2 separate regions of the Oryctolagus cuniculus genome follow, and region 2 is linked to region 1. A link is a contact called in public Micro-C data. All regions are on one chromosome and are shown on one strand. The core of a region is the stretch at or near the end of the contact, and the rest is flanking DNA. Distances in the headings are between cores, read along the strand shown. Region 1 has its middle 8.4 kb from the start of ENO1. Region 2 overlaps RERE (arginine-glutamic acid dipeptide repeats).

Evidence for each region. A called contact is a pair of places that touch in the nucleus more often than the background predicts.
Region 2: a Micro-C map of ear pinna shows a contact between it and region 1, with 11 times the contacts expected there. The contact joins two enhancer-like sites. A contact is called at or near these places in 2 of 6 Hi-C or Micro-C datasets (ear pinna and an unstated tissue).

Annotation. Positions count from the first base shown.
Region 1 is chr7:158,976,822-158,984,412 of mOryCun1.1, reverse strand. No RefSeq gene overlaps it. Among named protein-coding and RNA genes, the nearest start is that of ENO1, 8.4 kb to the left of the region's middle. Within about 2 kb of position 2,707, at least 1 of the 8 cell types and tissues checked has an H3K27ac peak or open chromatin away from gene starts, as enhancers often do.
Region 2 is chr7:159,266,609-159,274,199 of mOryCun1.1, reverse strand. It overlaps RERE (arginine-glutamic acid dipeptide repeats), which reads right to left. Exons shown (of 22, transcript XM_070079333.1): 4 at 715-820. Among named protein-coding and RNA genes, the nearest start is that of SLC45A1, 230 kb to the left of the region's middle. Within about 2 kb of position 4,014, at least 1 of the 8 cell types and tissues checked has an H3K27ac peak or open chromatin away from gene starts, as enhancers often do.

The sequences.
Region 1 (7,591 bases), core at 1,458-3,957:
CCTCTCCGGGTACTCTGTAGTTAGAAGATGAATGCAGGGGGCCGGCACTGTGGCGTCGCCAGTTAAGCCACATCCTGCGACGCCAGCATCCGTGTATGGGCCTTGGATCGAGTCCCAGCAGCTCCAGTTCTGATCCAGCTCCCTGCTAATGGCCTGGGAAAGCAGCAGAGGATGGCCCAACTGCATTGTCCTGCTTATTAATGATTGTCAATATTAACACTCCTGTGGGTTCTTGCCACTTATTCGAAGAAGTCTGAAGACTGGCTCAAATAGACCAGACAACACGGTCAGTTTTTAAGCTTTTTATTCAGCAAGAGAAATGTGCAGGAAAGTGAGGGCTTTATTTAGGGAAGAAAGAGAAGTCTAGAAACTAAGTTGGGTCCATATCAGGCAGAGAGCAGGCCTGGAGGGAGCCGTGTGGAGTGAGTGAGTGCTATGAGAAGCCACAGGTAGCTTAGCACAGCAGCAAAGCGAAGGCAGAGAGCAGGCCACAGGCCACAGGCCACAGGCCACAGGCCACGAGCCACGTGGAGCAAGCATGCAGGCAGCAAAGGGGAGAGCGGGTCGGGCCCTGAGCCAGCTGGGGCAATGGGGGGGGCACTGTGTTCCAGGCCTTTTATTTACTCCCAAAGGGGGCGTGGTTACATAATCTGATTGGCAGGTGGGCATACAGGTAGGGTCCGGTAGGAGCATGAGATGGGGGGGGTGATGGGCGTGGTTTCGCTAAGGCCCCTTTCACACACAAAGGCTGATTTCCAACTTCCTACAAAACAAGATCTCCTGGTGAGACGGAAGCCAGAGGCTGGGGAGGGGTCAGCCTTGCTGTTCTGGAATAGCTCACTCTTCGGGAACCAGATAGGGTCCCGTGAGAACCCTTTAATCCCTTCTGAGGACAACGACCCAATCACCTTGCACAGGGACCTCCCTCTTCACATTGCCACCCTGGGAACTAAGCTTCCAACCCGCGAATCCCCTGGGGACACATCAGACCCCCCCCCAATCCCAGCCACTGCAGGGGTGACTGGGAAAACCATGGATTCTTCTCCCCTTAGGAAGTTTGGATTAAAGATTGCCAAAGAGAATGATCCGAGGGTGGAAAGAACAGAGCAGGCCTTAGAAGCCAGAAGCTTGAAAATCCATGAGGTGGCAAACTTTGTGCGGCCGGTTGACTGGTGATGGCTCAGCAGAGCGCTGGCAGAGACCGGGGTGGTGAGGCCTGGTGCGCAGCTGCTCAGTCCCTGCCCTCCCTCCTTCCCTAGGGTCCCTGGGACAGGAATCCCCAGGAATGAGCGTGCTTTGTATTCTGCAGGAACTCAGCAATCTGGCCTTGACCATGGCCTGAAGGCCCAGTCTAATGCAAGAAGTTTGGAAAGCGAAAGGCAGGGTGCACCGTGGGAAAAAAGTGACTTGGTTTTGTCAGTACGTAATTACTTATTGACCCCCTACTATGTGCTCAACACTGGAGACAAGCAAGGGAAAAGCTGAACTAAGCCTCACCGCAGGAATTTACATTCCGATGGGGCAGGAGGAGGAAGGCTGGCAAGCTGTAAAAACTCATACGGCCGGCGCCGCAACTCACTAGGCTAATCCTCCGCCTTGCGGCGCCGGCACACCGGGTTCTAGTCCCGGTCGGGGCGCCGGATTCTGTCCCGGTTGCCCCTCTTCCAGGCCAGCCCTCTGCTGTGGCCAGGGAGTGCAGTGGAGGATGGCCCAAGTGCTTGGGCCCTGCACCCCATGGGAGACCAGGAGAAGCACCTGGCTCCTGCCTTCGGATCAGCGCGGTGCACCGGCCGCAGCGCGCTGACCGCGGCGGCCATTGGAGGGTGAACCAACGGCAAAGGAAGACCTTTCTCTCTGTCTCTCTCTCTCACTGTCCACTCTGCCTGTCAAAACAAAACAAAAAAAAAAAAAGAAAAAAAAAAGAAAACCTCATATGCTGGGGTTTCAGAGCAGCCTGTGGCACAGAGGGTAAAGCACCACCTGCCTGAGACCCCTGCGTCCCTTAGCAGAGCGCCAGGACAGGCTGCTCTGTTTCCAATCCAGCTCCCGCTAATGCAGTGGAAGAGGGTCCACGTGCCTGGGCCCCTGCCGACCGACCGTGCCAGAACCCCGGATGGAGTTCCCGGCCCCTGGCCTCAGCCTGGCCCTGCCTTCGTGGTTGTGGCCGTCTGGGGAGTGAACCGGCAGGTGGGGGATCTCTGTCTGTGTCTCTCCCTCTCTCTGTCCCTCTGCCTTTCAAATGAATAGATAAATCTTAAAAAAGCAAGAGCAAAACTGAAATGTATTCACTCCTAGTTCTGGGGGCTGGAAGTTTCAATTCAAGACGTTGGCAGCTGGTTCCTTCTGGGTGCTCTGAGGGAGAATCTATCCCACGCCTCCCTCGAGTTCCTGGTGGTGGCTGTCCCTGGCCGCCTGTGACTTGCAGCTGACCCCAGGCTGACTCCACCACCACATGTGTCTCTCCGTGGCTCCGTGGCTCGGTTTTCCATTGCCAGTCATATTGGACTTAAGGCCCAGCCAAATCCCGTGGGACTTGGACTTAACTTGGTTACATGCGCAAAGATCCCGTTTCTAAATACCGTCACCACTGCGGGCTCAAGTGTGTCCCCCACAATGCGTGTGCTGAAACTTGAGCGCCACGGGGGATATTTGGTGCAGCAGTTGACACGACTAGGGATAGGAGTGTCAGCTGCATCCGGTGTGGGCAGTGCCTGGATTGGAGTCCCAGTTCTGCTTCTGACTCCAGCTTCTTGCTGACGGGTGAGAGCGAGAGAGCAGTGCCACCTGCTGGTTCGCTCCCCTAGTGCCTGCAGTCACCCAGCTGTATTAGTCTAGTGTCTGTTACTATAATGAAACACAGGAAGCTGGAAATAACTGTAAAAAAAAGAGGTTTACAGGTAGAGCCTCCGCCTGCAGTGTTGGCATCCCATATGGACACTGCTTCAGGTCCCGGCTGTGCCTCTTCTGATCCAGCTCTCTGTCATGGCCTGGGAAAGCAGCAGAAGATGGTCCAAGTGCTTGGGCCCCTGCATTCACATGGGAGACCTGGAAGAAGCTCCTGGCTTCCTCCTGACCCAGCCCCAACTGTTGCATCCATGTGGGGAGTGAGCCAGTGGATGGAAAAGATCTTTTTCTCTCTCTTTCTTTCTCTCTCTCTCTCTCTCTCTCTCCCTCTCTCTCTCTCTCCCTCTCTCTCCCTCTCTCTCTCCATGTATGTCATTCTGCCTTTCAAATATTTTTTTTAAAGTATGGCAGGTGGATTCTCCCCCAAGGGGCCTATCGTGAGGGGGTATGCAGTAGGGGGCACAGATCAGACTCAACTCTGAGTACAAGGACAGCAGACATTCCCATCCACAGAGGAGGTGGGGGCAGTGGACCAAAGCTAGAGACACTGGGGCTCAACTGACTCAGCGGGATTCTTGTTAAAGGCAGGCCAGGGTGATCAGGTAGTGAAGGCGGGGGAGGGGTGACGAGTGGATCAGATATTGAGGGTGATCAGATACCAGCGCCTATATTGACTCAGCAGGATTCCTACTAAAATTGGACTGAGGACGGAGCCCAGGTCCAGGGCAAGGCAGAAATAGGGCCCAGAGGAGCTCCATGCAGGGTTGGTCAAAACCGAGTCTGGGGCCGGCGCTGTGGCGGAGCAGGTAAAGCCGCCCCTGCGCAAGTAGGAGATTCCACTGCTCCACTTCCGATCCAGCTCTCTGCTAATGCGCCTGGGAGAGCAGTGGAAGATGGTCCACGTCCTTGGGCCCCTGCACCCGTGTGGGAGACCCCGAAGAAGCTCCTGACTCCTGGCTTCAGATCAGGTCATTGCAGCCATTTGGGAAATGAACCAGCAGATGGAATCTCTCTCTCTCTCTCTCTCCCTCTCTCTCCCTCTCCCTCTCCCTCTCCCTCTCCCTCTCCCTCTCGCTCTCCCTCTCCCTCTCCCTCTTCCGCTCCCTCTCTCTCTCCCTCTCTCAGCCTCTGCCTCTTTGTACCTCTGCCTTTCAAATTAATAAATAAATCTTAAAAAACCAAACCAAACCCAGAGTCTTTGTCAAGTCACACTCCTGTTTGCGTTGGAGGTTCTCTCGTGAGAGCGACCTGGAGACTGGCGTGCAGGTTCCTGTGGGGGTCTGGGGCACCTGGGAAATGGGCGCCCCTGCAGGAAAGCACCCTGGGCAGCTTGTGAGCCCACTGGGCTGCTGATGACCAGTCAGCCCTGGCCCCAGCCTCTGATGCTCGCAGGCTGGCTGAGACAATGAGATGTAAAAGTCAGTTTTGAAGGGGTCCAGGAGGGGCCACTGCACAGAAGGATTATTTTGAGATTGTTTTTTTCCTCCCTGGCTAAGAGAAGAACTTCCCCCAAAGACCTCATAAATCCCCTCGGTAGGGGCAGCCTGGAAGGATGAACTGCTTGACAATTTTTTAAAAAATTTATTCATTTGAAAGGCAGAGTGACAGAGGAGGGGGGCGGGACACACACACAGAGACCTCCTATGTGCTAAATGCCTGCAACAGCCAGGGCTGGGCCAGGCAGAAGCCAAGAGCCAGGAACCCCATCCGATCTCCCACATGGGTGGCAGGGACCCAAGCACCTGTGCCATCACCTGCTGCTCCCAAGGCACATGAGCAGGAAGCTGGATCGGAAGCAGAGGCAGGACTCCCATAGAGCTTAACCCACTGCAGCACACTGTGTCCCGCCACTGGCTGGCTCCTCACCACACCCAGGCGGCCACTGCCCCGGAGCTGTCACTCCTCCCATCCATTTCCCTAAGGGCCCATTCATCTTTCCTAAACGTCATTTATTTTCCTGCAAATGTTCCCTGTCTCAGTCTCCTTTCTGTTGCTATAACAACATACCTGAGACCAGGTCATTTATGAAGAATAAAAGTGCTGTGGTGCATTGGGTCAAGCCTCCTGCTTGCGACACCAGCATCACTTATTGGAGCTCCGGTTCCTGGATTTGGCCTGGCCCAGACCTGGCTGTTGTAGCCATTCTGGGGGAGTGAACCATCGCAGTGGATGGATGGTCTGTCTCTCCTTCTCTCTCTCTCTGTTGTTCTCCCTCTCAAATGAATGGATATGTAAATAAATACAAAGTTTATTTGGCTGCCAGCTCTGGAGTTCCTCCCGCATGCATGTGTGTGGCACATCAGTCAATAAACTCTGTTTTCCTCTTGTTAGTCTGCCTTTTGGCAGTTTAATTTCCAGAGTCCTGCTAGCAGAATCTAGGAGAGTAGAGGACAAGTTTTTTCCCCTCTCCTGCTCATATTCAAAAATATAAAATAGGGACCTGTGCTGTGGCATAGCGGGTAAAGCCGCCACCTGCAGTGCCGCCATCCCATATGGGTGGTGGTTCGAGTCCCAGCTGCCCTCTTTTGATCCAGCTCTCTGCTGTGGCCTGGGAAAGCAGCAGCAGATGGCCCAAGTCCTTGGGCCCCTGCACCTACATGGGAGGCGGGAAGAAGCTCCTGGCTCCTGACTTCGGATCAGGTCGTTGTAGCCATTTGGGGAGTGAACCAGCGGATAGAAGACTTCTCTCTCTCTGCCTCTGCCTCTCTGTAACTTTGTCTTTCAAATATATAAGTAATAAATAAATAAATATTTAAAAATGCATAACATATCTTATAGAGATAGATATATATGTAAACTATAATAGAATAATGATGGATATTCTGTCCTGCAATTTGGGCCTCACCCACCACTGTGCCACGTGCATCCCCCTGTGCTTGGGCCACACGTGGTCTGAGCCCCAGGCGCGGTTTCGTTAGTGTTCTGCCGATGGGCTTCTGGGTCATCGTGGCTTCCACTCTGCACGTGGAGCAGAAATCCCGAGTGTTTCCACAGCACCGACTTCTAGGCTTCCAGGAGCTGGCTCAAGTGGTTGGACTGCATATGGTTTCTTAGACATTGCTCAAGTGGTCCCAACTGCTGACACTGTCGCTGTCAGCTAAAGAGAGCTTGTGTCTGCACAGCCTTCCCAGCGTGCAAGATCAGCAGTTTGACTTTTGCCAGTGTGAGGTGAGGAGTGCTATCTTGGGGTGTGCACTGTGTCGCGGCACACTCAGCCATGGCTTGTGGCACCCACATCCTGTGTCAGAGTACCAGGGTCCTAGTCCTGGCTACCTGGCTCTTCCACACCTCTGATCCGGCTTCCTGGTGATGCGCACCCTCCGCGCCTCTGATCCAGCTTCCTGGTGATGTGCACCCTGGGAGGCAGCAGGGATGGCTCAAACGCTTGAGTCCCTGCCACCCACGTGGGAGCCCTGGTCGGAGTTCCTGGCTTCAGCTTGCCTGACCCTGGCTGTTGTAGGCATTTAGTGAATCAGCTAGGAGATGGAAACATGCTCTCTCTCTCTTTCAAATAAATGAATTATTTTTGTATCTTTTATATATATGTGTATATATATATATATATATATATAGAGAGAGAGAGAGAGAGAGAGAGAGAGATCTTCCATCTGCTCATCCGCTGGTTCACTCTCCAAATGGCCACAGTGGCCGGAACTGGGCCAGTCCGAAGCCAGGAGCCAGAAGCTTCTTCTGGGTTGGCCACATGGGTGCAGGGGCCTAAGCACTTGGGCCACCTTCTGGTGCTTTCCCAGGCCACAGCAGAGAGCTGGATCGGAAGTGGAGCAGCCGGGACTGGAACCAGCGCCCATTTGGAATGTGTGTGTCATAGACAGCAGCTTAACCCACTGTGCCACAATGCCAGCCTCAAAGAAATAACTGAAAAACAAAACAAACGAGAAGCGCATTCCTGTTCTAAACTAGACTGGGACTCTGTCTTGCCTGCCTTGGATTTTAGAGACGATTTCATCTATAAGTAAAACAAAAAAGCAAGGGCCTATAGATTGCCAGGTCACCACTGGTTGCTGCCATTAAGCCGAATACATATTCGAAACCAGCTAGAATGATGTTAAGTGAATTTTACACTTAAAATAATACCGTATGGGGCTGGCATTGTGGCACAACAGGTTAAGCCGACTCTGGCATCCCATGTGAGTGCCAGTCCAAGTCCAAGCTGCTCCACTTCCTACTCAGGTCCGTGCTGATGAGCCTGGGAAAGCAGTGGAAGATGGCCCAAGTGCTTGGGCCCCTGCACCCACGTGGGAGACCCAGAGGAAGCTCCTGGCTCCTGGCTTCAGCCTGGCCCAGCCCTGGCCATTGTAGCCATCTGGGGAGTGGAACAGCGGATGAACACGCTCTCTCCCTCTCTGTAACTCTGAGTTTCAAAATAAATAAATAAATCTTAAAAAAAAAAAAAAAGTCAAGGCTTCAAACTTGCATCTCTGGAGTCAGTTCCATGCTAACAAACGTGGCTGCGGCCGTCAGTTCTCAGTCTGCAAGGGAAGTGGACACACACGTCCCCGTGTGCCCTGAGACAAGTGGAATTAGTGGTGAACAGGGGCTGTGATAGGACCCAGCCGAGCTTTAATGAATGTTTACTGATTTGTATTAAATGAAAATAAAAGTTCCCCTTTTCCAAATGTAGTCTGAGGGCCGGGAATCAAGGCCAGAGCAGCAGGAACGAGGCAGACACGTTAATAGGCACAGCCACGGGAAACATAATTTTTTCACTTTCAGTACATTCACAAAA
Region 2 (7,591 bases), core at 2,765-5,264, 290 kb before region 1:
CCCTGAACACAGAGCAGCTCAGTAATACAGATCTCTATTCCTAGAGAGCCGGGAACAGGATTTGCTTGTCAGCAGGTGAAAAACAGGAATTTAAAAACTCCCAATCACCGTCATTTCTAAGGACTCCCTATCTCCATTCCCAAGATTAAGGGGAAGATGCTCCCAGCACATGCTCAGAGGTTTAACTTAAAAATAGCGATAATAATAATACTTGGGGAAAGCAGTAACATCCAGAGGCAATCTTACTTACTAAAATCTCTTTCAGAGTAAACTTTTCATAAAAATCACCTCCTTTTTTAAAATACTTACTCATTTATTTGAAAGGCAGAGTTACAAAGAGACAGAAGGAGAGAGACAGAGAGAGAGGACTTCCATCCGCTGGTTCACTTCCCAAATGGCAGAAATGCCCAGGGGCTGGGCCGGTTTGAAGTCAGGAGCCAGGAACTTTATCCAGGTCTCCCACGTAGGTGCAGGGGCCCAGGGACCTGGGCCATTCTCCACTGCTTTCCTAGGTGCATTAGCAGGGAACTGGATCAGAAGTGGAGCAGCTGCGACTGGAATCAGAGCCCATATGGGATGCCAGCACTGCAGGCTGTGGCTTTAACCTGCTGCCCCACAGCGTCGGCCCCAGTCATCTCCATTTAAAGAATGGTTTTAGAAAGAACTTGACCCAAAGCTAAGCACATAAGACTCAAATCAGAAGGATATATTTACCATTTTCATTATGTCGATCCTGAACCAAATGCTGATACACAGAATCTGGAACTTCAGACTGACGGTAGTACCATTTGACGTTCATGAGTAGGTGGTCCCTCTTACTCTGCAAAGGAAAATCTAACAGCATTAGGAACAGGATTTCAGGTGCCCACAGTGCACATCATACCTGTGATCAAAGCCCCTGGAAACAGGTGGACAGGCAGATAGGGAGATGCACACCTACCACCAGGGCCACAGCAGTCATAGGTCAATGCCGAGGTCAGATTTGGGTTTTTGCTTGTTTTTTGTTTTGTTTTGTTTTGATTTGTATCCCAGCCATAGCACCACTTTGACTCTAACCCCTCAAAGCTGCCCGTTTCAGGAAACAAGGGAAATCAGTCTTGATTATATCTCCCTAATTTCATTAACTAATTCATTTAATATTACACTTTTACTTAACAATATATAATGTTACATGACTACATCCTTAATCATGTTGGCAAATATTCACAATTGCTATCAGCACATTATCAAGGCTCATTAAGGGCAACAAGCTAGGAAGAACTCACCCAGCAAGCCCTGGCAGTCATCCCCCCCCCCCCCCCGGTCTGCCGTGTCACCCACACAGAGCCTGAGTCTCCCTCCACTTCGGAGCCACAAACCTCTGCAGGTATTGCTGCGTATCAGACTAACAGGCAGACCAGGGGTGAAGGTGCTCACACCCACAGAGCAGGAGCCGCCTTCCTGACCTCAAGGCTCCAGAGCATGGAACAGCCTGCATACGATTATTTCTAAATAATGAAGAGTTCTGTGTTGAGCAAGGTCCTATAAAAGTTTGTAGGACACTTAACCATGGAACCACTAATAAACTTAATTTTGTGCTAGCTCATTAAAGAACAGGGGATCAAACTTTGCCCTTCCACGTATTTGAAGGCTACGTGGCAACAGCTTGAGGCAGGCTTCTTTGTGCTTATTCATGAAACAGCTCAACAGGAAGTGCATTAAGGTATCCCATGAACTTTCCTTTTTTCATTTCTGATTTTTTTATTTATTTATACAGATTTCACATATTCAGATTTAAGCATATAATGATACTTTCCACCTTGCTACCCACTCTCCCTCCGTCCCTCACTCACACTCCCTTTTCTTTCTTGCTTTCTAAAATACTTTTCAAACCCAAATGGGGGCCTTAACAGGCACACCCCAAGTGAATGCAATTCCACTCCCCTGTGCAGCCTTTACCTCCTCCCTCATGAGCCTATTGCTAGTTCTCATTTCCATGGATGAGAGCTAAAATTCAAGAAATGTCTCATGTTTATAAAGAAGACTGCCAACTATTAAAATATGTCAAAAGAGGCTTAATAATGAAAGAAAACCCTCCCTCCCTGCATTGAGAAGTCCTTAATACAAGTACAGTTAGCACAGAAAACCAGGAAGGCTCCCGAACTCTTTACTGAAATATTTAGGCCATTTAAAGACCCAGAGTAAACATCGCTATTCCAAAGTAAATATCTTGAACACATCAAGATTCTTACTTTGCAACTATCTCAAACAGATACACCAACAAGGACTGCACATCATCGCTGGTTTGACTAAAACAGGCTATGGACAGGGGTAGTCCTACATGCCAGTCCTCTTTAGTGTGTATCCATTTTTCTTGAGTGCAATGACAAAGTTTTATCTACACTATTGATGCTTCAGATGCAAAAAAAAAGAAGAAAAACCAGTGTGTGACATCAAATAAATGCTATATGTACAAGTTTAAAGAAAGGAGTGATTACTTTCAGCAATGACTGTTAGGGAGGAGGTAACATCGCACCTGGGGGAACATAGCAGACTTCAACAGATTATTTCTAGGCACAGGATACTCAAGAAAAACATAAAGACAGTCAGGATAGAAGACATATCCAGATCCACAGGGCGCACCTGCACACAGCACAAGAACACAACCTGGGCAACTCTAAGAAGAATCCAAGTCTTGACTACAGCCTGGCCTTTGGTGAGCTCGCAGGGCAAGCCAGGTCTTCTAACAACACTGCTGGCCAAATGCACCGGCCTCGTGGTCCGGAACAGTACACGGGACAAAGCAGCTGGATGGGCAGAAGACTAGAATATGCCAGCCTAAAATGGGCCTCTGGGGCATAAGGGTTATTTTACCAAGAGCTTAGAAAGGTAGAAGGTAAATTGTTTTTTCAGCCAATACAAAAGCTACAGTTTCTTCCCTGGGCAGGATGCTGAACAGCAGGGCCAGGAGGAGCTCACCCACACACAGAGTTGCAAAGGGAACAGAGCCTGTGGGCAGAACTTGCAACGCCTCGTACACACTTTCTCCAGTCCCTCACAAAGCCGGTGCTGTGCTGACGGGTCAGGCCTGCGCGCTGTCAGAAGTTCATCAACACCCCTGACCTTACACTGTCACCCCTGCTCTGCTGGTGGCAACCAAACTCTTCCCTAAACATTGCCCAATGTCCCCAGTTGAAAACCACTAGTCTAAAAGTTTTCCATTTTGTGTTGTTTGTCAAAGGAAATCAAAGAACAGTCCCAATAAAACGTGGCTCGAGCACTGGAGAGCAGGGAATGCTGGCCGCTGGAAAGCCGTGACCGGTCCAGCCCCAGCCGTGCCAGGGTCCAGCCGCAGGACTCTGGGCTCGTCCTGAGATTCTGACAATCTCCTGTCCTGGAAGTCGAGGGCACTGAAACCTACCGAAAAGAACTAAAGAATTTAAAGACACAAAGCACACAGACCTCAGAAATAATCCAAGAAACAGTCTACCCTCTGTTAGTGAGTGAGTGAGTGATCGTAGCCAGTATTTCACAGAAAAAGTTCAAGAACTTGGCTGGGAATGACAGGAAGTATTTCTTCACCAGGACAGAGCTTTCTGTGAGGGAAGACAGAGATCTGTGTCGATGAGCTGGGAACAGGTGCTTCAACGATTACCCAGGACAACACATGCGAATTCGGATGTTAGTCCAGGCAACAATGTCCTAACATCTATACACCCATGTAGTTCTGCAACACATTTAAAACGTCCAAAAACCTGAACGGTAACAGAAATACATTTTCAGTCCATTAAGTGGCAGCTGTACAATGTCTATTTATCAGAACCAAGCCAGAAATTCCGGCAGCCTTTAGAGGTTTGATGCATCTACATTATCTTCTGGCTCAGGTGCCCCCACTGATTGCACACACAAATTCTCTGGTTTACTTGTACAAGGTTTCTGACTCCTAATTAAAGGCAACTTTAAGGAAGACTCAATTTCCCAATGCGGTACCACCCAACAACCAGGGAGTGGCAGCATTGCGTTAAAAAAGAACTCAGAAGCTTAATTCCACAGATAAAGCACACAAAGGCAGTGTGAAGTAAACAAAGCTGAGCCCACTTAAGTAACTGTGAAAGGCACAATGTTTCTAAACAGGCAGGTAATTTGATTAACAACCAAACATCTACAAAGGGACTCAGTAGACTGTTTCCTGGGGTGCTGAAGTCAGATAAGCCAGGGCTGCAGTTCTGCCTACAACCAGCAGTTACTCAGTGACCTTAGTGGAGTCACCTGGCCCCCTGAAATGCGAATGCACAGAATAAAATGGTGTCTTTATGTCTAGATTTCTTCCCCCAGATAAAACCTGATGTGTGAGAATTCCTTTTTTTTTTTTTTTAAATAAAAGATTCATCTGAGGGGCTGGAGCTGTGGTTCAGTGGGTTAATGCCCTGGCCTGAAGCGCAGGCATCCCATATGGGAGCCGGTTTGAGACCCGAGACCCGAGACCCGGCTGCTCCACTTCCAATCCAGCTCTCTGCTGTGGTCTGGGAGAGCAGCAGAAGATGGCTCAAGTCCTTGGGTCCTGCACCCTCGTGGGCGATCCAGGAGAAGCTCCTGGATCCTGGCTTCGGATCAGCGCAGCTCTGGCCATTGCAGCCAACTGGGGAGTAAACCTTTGGAAAGAAGACTTCTCTCCCTCTCTCTGCCTCTCCTCTTTCTGTGTAACTCTGACTTTCAAATAAATAAATAAATCTTTAAAAAAATTAAAAGATTTATCTGAAAGGCAGAGAGAGAAAGAGGAAGGGAGAGAAGGGGGAAGAGACACACAGAGAGAGGGAGGGAGGGAAGGAGGAAGGGAGGGCAAGGGGAGAGAGCAGTGAGGAGGAGGGAGAAGGCAGGAGAGAGGAAGAGACCTTCTATCTTCTGGTTCACTCTCCAATGGCTCCAACAGCAAGGTCTAAGCCAGGCTGACGCCAGGAACTTAGAATTCCACTCTGGTCTCCCTTGTGTCCCAAGTATTTGGCACATCTTCCACTGCCTTCCAGGCACATTAGCAATGACACTCCAATATGAGATACAAGTGGAGGCTCAACCCGCTGTCCCACAACATCAGGACCCTTGTTGAGTTTTCTACAGCTGCACAGAAGCAGTTGTCTAACATCATCATACTAAAGGTTTACAGATTAAAAAGTTGTCTTCAAGGGCACGGAGTTATTACAGCCAAGGGGAGCAGAGAGTATGGGCTCTCCCAGTAAACGTTCCCAAAGCCACCTCCGTCACACAGGTGTAGGAAATCTTGTAATTCTTACAACTCAGTAGCCTAAAACTCTGCTCAAAATCACAGAAAATTAAAGCCAGAAATAAACTTAAGGAACATTTGATTTCAACCAACCTGCCAGGTTTGAATCTTGGCTTTGCAAATTATGAAACTGTGTGACTTCAATACCAGTACCAAGAGGTCAGGGAGAAAGCTGAAATGACGACTCCACAGTCTCAATCTCAGTCTCAGTCCCCCCCCCCCCCGCATCTCTGTATCCGTCTCTCACCCCCTCCCCAACTGCTTCTCCCCTCCCTCAACTAAAAAGAAAGTAAAGGATTCTGGAAATACCCTGCAAATAATCACACTATCAGGTACACTATGCTACATGTACTGAGTCATTAACTAGACAGTTTATCTCCTTTTCAGAGTGTGCAGTGAGAACAAGGACATTTCTTACTACCACTGAGTAAACAAAACTTTCACTCTTGTTTGGTCTTAGAACACGTTCTTCCAATAGCCTGTTACATTCAGTGTTCAGCCAGGCCCGAAGGATCCCAAGCCTGTGGGAGCCCCTCTCAGCACCACTGTCAATGGTGACTGACTGACCGACCTGTGGAAGAGCCGTGACTGAGGCACACCTCCCTTCTCCTGGTCAAACCACCAGTTTCCAACATACTTCAAGACAAAATTAAATGGGGCACAGAATCTTGTGAGAGGTGACTGGACATTTATTGGAATTTCCAAATAGTAGGATCCAGGTGCTACCAAGGACCCTATTTAGAAGTAGTTAGAAGTAGCATAATTAATCCTTCTTTAAAATTATTTCTTTCATTTGAAAGGCAGAGATTGAGAGAAACAGGCAGAGAGAGAGAGAGAGAGATCACCCATCCATTGACTCACTTCCCAAATGCACAAACAGTAGGAGTTGAAACAGGAGGCAAAAATTCGATCTGGGTTTCTAATGTGAGTGCCAGAGACCCAACTACTACATCATCTGCTGTCTCCAAGGGTGCACATTAGCAGAAAGCTGGAACCAGGAGCAACCAGGACCCCAACCCAGGCGCACTCTGATATGGGACATGGGGCTCCTAAATCATACCTTAACTGTTACACCAAACACCTGCCTTTCACTACTTTTACTTTCTAAGATTTACTTATTGATTTGAAAGGCAGAATGACAGAGGAGGACCGAAGGGGAGGAGGGAGAGATGTCTTCCATCCACAGGCTTACTCCCCAAATGCCCACAAGTGCCCAGGGCTGGGCCAGGACACAGCCAGGAACCAGAACTCCAGCCAGGTCTCCTACACAGATGGCAGGAACCCAACTCACCTGCTACCTCCCAGGTGCATTGGCAGAAACCTAGATCAGAAGTGAAGATGGGATTCCATTCCATGCACTCTAAATATGGAATGCAGGCACCCCAAGTGGTAGCTTAACCTCTCTGACCTGGTCCCCTTCAATTCCTTCGCAAAGAAAAATTTGTAGATAAGAAGAACCACAAAAACACACCTTTTCCATCTGACTAAGCTGCTTACTGCTTTAGCACTGGAATTAAGGTGACAAGCTCATTTTCTTTTTCTTTTCTTTCTTTCTTTCTTTTTTTTTTTTTTTTTTTGACAGGCAGACAGTGAGAGAGAGAGAGAAAGGTCTTCCTTTTCTGTTGGTTCACCCCCAAAATGGCCGCTACAGCCGGCGCACCGCGCTGATCCGAAGCCAGGAGCCAGGTGCTTCCTCCTGGTCTCCCATGTGGGTGCAGGGCCCAAGCACTTGGGCCATCCTCCACTGCCCTCCTGGACCACAGCAGAGAGCTGGCCTGGAAGAGGAGCAACCGGGACAGAATCCGGTGCCCTGACTGGGACTAGAACCCGGGGTGCCGGCGCCGCAAGAGGAGGATTAGCCTAGTGAGCCGCGGCGCCAGCCGACAAGTTCATTTTCAAAACCTGAGAGTGACACTCAAGCCAGACTTTCCAGAAGATTACATCAGCACCTGGTCTGTGTAAGATTTAAATCACATTGGATCATACGCTGAAGCATTAAGACTTAACTCTAGGAGGACAGGTGACTTTCTTATATTTTTAGCCAAGATGTACAAATGACTGGTTACATAAAATTCCCCCAGAAGTATGATGCAATGCATAAGGCACTGAAACCCAAGGCTTCGATGACCAGAAATAATTTCAATAACACTGTTTCTTGATGTCTTTGTTTAAAAAAAAAAAAAACCTCATCTTTTGTTTAATTATTTTTACAGTTAAAGTGGACAAAAGTAAACCAATATTTTGATAGGACCCAAACATACATGAAAACGAAATCATCTCTCAACCACTAACTAAGCAATCAAAACTCATTAAGGCATTTTCTTTGTGGGTTAC